Regions from separate parts of the Mus musculus genome. Here region 1 is linked to region 2. A link is a contact called in public Hi-C data. All regions are on one chromosome and are shown on one strand. Each heading gives the region's core, a stretch centred on a gene start, on an enhancer-like site or on the middle of the called end of the contact. The rest is flanking DNA. Distances are from core to core; before and after follow the strand shown. Region 1 overlaps Rap1gap2 (RAP1 GTPase activating protein 2). Region 2 holds the start of Pimreg (PICALM interacting mitotic regulator).

Region 1 (2,700 bases), core at 113-2,612, 2.4 Mb before region 2:
GCTCCCCAGAGCACCCCTCCCCCCCAGGCACTATGGGTGATGCATAAACTGTGAGGAGAACTGGGTTAGCTCCCTCAGGGCCCCCTGGCTGACACTGGGCCTTAGCTGAACCCTGAAGTAGGAGGGCCAACAATGAAAAAGGAGAGTAAAGGCGGGAGGGACCCCAGAAGACAGAATGACCGAGCAGCCTGGGGTCTCTGCTTCTGTCTCTTTGTTGATGTGTGACTGCAAGTCAGTTCCTTCCCTCTCTGGGCCTTTGTTTCTATCTTTGCAAAACAGGAAATCTGGATTTTAAAGCCTCAGGGTCCTTCTAGCCATGGCTACTTATGGGAGCAGAGACAGGCAGGATGGGGTATGGGCTGCCGGATGGTTTGGGGAACTCTGTGATGAAGGTGACCTTTTGTACATGTAGGTCGACAGGGAAAGTAAAGACAAAAAACCTGAGTGATTGATGGTGGCTTCTGCTCTGGGCCAGGCTTTGCATTACAGCAGTCTTCTTCGTCTTCTACATTTGTGTGTGTGTGTGTGTGTGTGTGTGTGTGTGTGTGTGTGCATGCGTGTGCATATGGAAATCAGAGGCCAACTTGCAGGAGTCAGTTCTCTCCTTCCACTATGTGGCTCCTAGGGATTGAACCCAGGTTGTTAGGTTTGGTGGCAAGTGCCTTTAGCCACAGAGCCGTCTTTCTAGCCCCTCGGATAGTCTTCTTGAAGTCTAACAAGGCCCATTAGTCTGCTCATAGGGAAGAGATTGAAGCTGATTGATGCTGAGGGCACTTAGAGCTGAGGCCGCAGAGCCAGGGAGCCGGGAGCTGGAAGTCTTCCCAGGAGCCTCTGGGGCATGTGAGAAACCGGCCCCGTGGGTGTGTGTGAAGTGTGGCTGGAATTGAATCACTTCTCAGGTAGGGCTATCTCATTCCCATTCACTCCAGGTTGGAAAGAGATTCCAGCTCAGCAATCAATAGGATTCCCCCATCCCTCCCTGCAGGGGCCAGTCCACCTCACTCCTGGAGTTCTGCCAAGGTTTCAAGACTTGGCTGTGAAACAGGCAGCTGGGGAGGGCCTTCCCTTGCCTATCCTGACTCCCTCTGAGCAGCCCTGCCAGTCTTCTGGGTGGCAGGCCATCCCTGGACATGGGGGTTTTGTTGGGTCTCTAGCCTTCCCTCTCTAAGCTCCCCTGGGCATCTGGTTGTAAGCCGAGAGGAGGGGGAGACCGAGGTCAGAGGAGGAGCTAGGATACGGATGGGACGTGGATGGACATTACCAGAAAGGTCTTGGGCCCTGCCCTGCTGCCCTGTGGATTTAAAGGCATTCCTAAGACCCTTACCCTGTCAGAATAGACTACTTTAATGCAGGCCTGAGGAGGAGGGGCCGGGCTAGGGAAACAGCTGGGCCTGCAGGCATCTGTGCTTTGTCCCACATGTCCCAGATACCCAGAGTGGGCAGCCAGATTCTTCTTCTGAGATGGAACAAAACAAAACAAAAACCAAAAACCTGACACACAAGCTTGATAAGTCCCCAGATTGTCTCTGTCCTCAATACCTGTGTGTCTGTGTCCCCCTTCCCAACATAACAAGTACACATGTGCACTAGACTTGGGCCACCAGTGCATGGTTGGTGGCTGGGGGTGGGGGTGGGCTGTGTCTAGCAGCTGGGGCTCAGCCAGAAATCTTGTCAGTGAACACAAAACCATTTCTTGAGACTCTGAGTACCTCAGTTTGGGCCATGTAAATGGCCTTGAGCTTGTAAGAAGAAGGCCCCATTGACCAAAGCTCTGCTTCTCCCCGCTGGACCTGGCAGGGCCCCAAGCTGCCTGCTCACCCAGTCTGGCAGACTCTTGCATCTGCCCTACTTCACAGGACAGAGTGGTTGGCAGCCTGCCAGGGCCTTCACGTCAGCCACTGCTAGTGAAGGGATAGGGCAGCCTCCCAAGAGCCCTGTAGCCTCAGGGGCTAACAGCAGGTGAAACCTAGGTACTTGCACAAGAGAGGAGGTGAGGAGTGGAAGCCACCTGCTGCAGGACCACCCTTGTGCTGGAGTCTCTGGATGGTCTTACAGTCCAGCCTCAGCATCTGGCCAGAGCCTGGATGTCCCCCATCCTCTTTCCCAGTCAATGCCCTTGGTATCTCTGTGCCCAAGCCTCAGCCAGAATGACTGGCTCCACATGTAGAGCCAGGCTTCAGACCTGGGTCACTGCCTGTGTCAACTTGCAGAGCCCCAAGCTTTCCTTGCAACCAGTATTTACTTGTTTCTTTAAAAAAATTATTTGTTGTTGATTTTGCTACTGGTGGCGTGTGTGTGTATGTATGTGTATGTGTGTGCATGAGCGTGCATGTGCACATGTGTACTTGTTATGTTGGGAGGGGGGACACAGACACACAAGTACTGAGAGAAGAGACAATCTAGGGACTTACCAAGCTTGTGTGTCAGGTTTTTGTTTTTTTAATCTGTGGAGCCATTTCTGTGGTCCAGTAGTTACCTTTTAAACACTCTGAGTTTGATTTATGGCTAGGTTAATGGGGAGTCAGAGTTGGGTTGGAGCAGTCTGGATTCTCTGTGCCCCTTTCTCTGGTTTTAGGGTGCTTGTTCCATGTCTTAGCCATCTGTTTCCTCATCAGTAAAATGAGCAGTAGTTCTCAGTTGCTTTCTCTGGGATGGATGCTGTAATGGGGTAGGGAGGCAAACCTCCTGGCCACCACCTGC
Region 2 (2,700 bases), core at 166-2,665:
CGCTCAGGAAGTTGCACCCTTTCTGCAAGCCCCGCTCCTCTGCCTTTTTCTACCAAATAGTTGACAGCTAAGGTGTAAGAGTGTGACTGGGAGACTTTAAATGGGGGTCAGCACACAGGATCACCTCTCTCACTATACTGACTGCTTAGCTTCACACTGGGGACTCTTCTCTTCAGCATCCACGCTGGACTCACTCACAGCATCCCACTGGCCCTGTGCCTACATACACCTCCCCTTTCCTGAGTGATCTTGGAAGAGTCACCTATTCTAGGAAGTCTTTATCCACTAAGCTTGAGACTGGTATCTCTTTATAGATAGCCATTTCCTGCAATTTTCTATCACAGGACATGGCAGGTCACCTTGCATGGGGAACACCAATTTCTTCCATGACTTTATTCACCTACTGATTTGTTGGGAAACTATTATGTGCCAGAATGACCGGGGTTCTGGGAAAATGGCAAGAACCTAATCAAACCCCAAGACCCCATGGAGTCTATATTCCTGGGGTCTCCCTGAGGATAGGGACAGTCAACACCAAGGACGCTTCTGTAAACAGACGGCTGGTGGTGTCATTGTTACCTGGGACATGGCACCCAAGGCGCTTTTGGCTGAGCGAGCTGCAGCCTGAAGACCTTGCTGCTCTGGCTCTGGACTTTCCAGGCGTTTCCAGGAGGGGCCGTTACCGAGGTTCAGGCTGACCGCTCTCAGAGGCAGCCTCCTTTGGAATTGTCTGCACAGGGAGCCCAAGGGACCGGTCTCCGGATGACCCCCAGCAGACCGGGTCACCTCCTTCTTCTCTAGCTGTTCCTCCTTTAGGAGTGATCGTCTGCGCACAGAGGTCCTCATGCCCTGCCACTGAGACGCCATGTGCTTGGTCCAGTTTCCGCTGCCCGCTAGATCCTGGGGAGGTCAAAAGGTCATCAAAGTACTCCCTGACCCCATTCCAAGGCTCCAGGGACCTTGGGAACTGGGAAAGAGATGAAGTGGAACCTCGCGGGGTAGGCCTGTTGGGCAATTGTGGATGCCAGAAAGATGACCAATGGCATCATGGTCAGCAGCTGCCTCCGTTGCAAGGCGGCAATTTGTCCGTCTTTCCATCCTAGCCTATTCCCCATAGGCTAAGTGGAGTGGCACACAGGTCACGGAGCCTCGGCGCTTACGCAGGGCACCAGCAGTATGCTGTTTTCACAAATTTTCCTCTCCGGAGCAGATTTAGCAATCCAGCCAAGGCCTCGGATCCGATGGGGCGTTTGCAACTCCTAGACATTCCCTTTGTCTTGTGGGTCCTATCCAGAGCTCCTGACCCGTTCCCCATTCAGAGCTCCCCGTGAGACCGTCCCCCACCCCCCTCCTTAAGCCCCTCGGTAACCCCGCATGCTCACCTCCCTGCTCGATACCCGGACCCGAAGATCAACACCCTCTCCTAGCCCACCGCAGCCGATTTGAAACTCCGCGCGGCCCCGCCCCGCCCCGGCGCTTGCAGCCCATTGGCCCTATCAGCCATCCACCACCGCCGCCCCGGATTTCGATTGGTCTTTTTCTCTCGTGACTGTAAATCCTGCTTTGGGATTGGCCTGGCCACGCCCATACATCGTTCGTAGACCCCCCACCTGGCTCGCCGCAGAGGGGTCCAGGTCGCCACCGGATCACTGTTACCGACCAGCCCGCCTCCCTACATCCCGGCTGCTTGGTCCCAGGCGACCGCGCCTAGTCCATCGTTCTCCCAAGCTCTCTTCTTCAAGCATGCAGGTCAGGGTGCAGGATGCTGCGGGGGTTCAGGTCACCGCCACCCAGGGCACGCGCCCCTTTCAGTCCTTCACCCCGCCTAACTTCTCTCCCACGATAAGTAGTTTTGTCAAAGCGATAGGCTGGGACTGCCGAGCTTTGCGATCCCTGGGAAGTTTTGTTTCAAATTCCCCGCGTAATTCTCTTCCTTCCTGCGAGATGGCCCTGCCCCTGTCTGTTCCTCAAACAAACACCCTGCTGGCGGCGCCCAAGAAAGCACATCTCAGAGGAGGGGACAGACTGTAGATCACCCTCTCCACAGTTAGGTCAGTTCCTCTGCCGGGTCTTGCTCTACGCATCTTTCAATCTTTCTTTCCTGTAGTCTGCCAGCAAGCTAAAAAAACAAAACAAGAAACAAAGACGACGACGACAAACAACAGCAACCCAGGCTGGGTCACTTTCTCCCATGCTTTCATTTTTATGGTTTTGACTTTTTTTAAAAAAAATATTTTTATTTTTAATTATATGTCTCTGTGCATGTAAATGCCTGTGGGGTGGCGTGGTGGCGACACAGAAGAGGAAGTCAGACCCTCTGGAGCTGGAGTTAGAGGTGGTTGGTTCTAACTGGCCACACTCAGCCTCCCCAAGATTGAAATCAAGGGGCCTGGCGTGCCACCACAATGGGGCCTTCTTATCGGTCCTCAAAAAAGAATTTCTCTTCTCCCTCCTCTCTCCTTTCCTCAGCCTGGAGTGAGACTCCTAGAGACTCTTCAGGCCTCTTCCTGGTGTCAGGATTGTCTGACCCTCTCCTGACCTCAGTGTTTACCTCCCAACCCCCTATAATAATAATGGTTGATTTGTGTGTAGCACTTGCAAACACTCCCTTTCTATCAGCAAGCCCAGTTTATCCCCAGTGCTCTGCAGCTCTGTGAGGTAGCTGGGGTGTGGAGAGACTGGCCGTACACTTCACTCACT

Evidence for each region. Hi-C and Micro-C count contacts between places; a contact is called where the count stands out from the background.
Region 1: a Hi-C map of uterus shows a contact between it and region 2, with 7 times the contacts expected there. The contact joins the enhancer-like site here to the promoter of Pimreg in region 2. A contact is called at or near these places in 5 of 39 promoter capture datasets (the 3T3-L1 cell line, the C10 cell line, liver and 1 more) and 1 of 484 Hi-C or Micro-C datasets (uterus).

What each region holds. Positions count from the first base shown.
Region 1 is chr11:74,408,218-74,410,917 of GRCm38.p6, reverse strand. The region is part of intron 14 of Rap1gap2 (RAP1 GTPase activating protein 2); the gene reads left to right. Among named protein-coding and RNA genes, the nearest start is that of Olfr412, 45 kb to the right of the region's middle. Within about 2 kb of position 1,362, at least 133 of the 459 cell types and tissues checked have an H3K27ac peak or open chromatin away from gene starts, as enhancers often do. A contact at or near this core is called in uterus, where this site is marked.
Region 2 is chr11:72,041,217-72,043,916 of GRCm38.p6, reverse strand. Pimreg (PICALM interacting mitotic regulator) reads right to left here and starts at 1,415. Exons shown (of 6, transcript NM_144526.3): 1 at 1,383-1,415; 2 at 580-900. The coding sequence starts at 867. It also overlaps a transcript of Aipl1 not described here.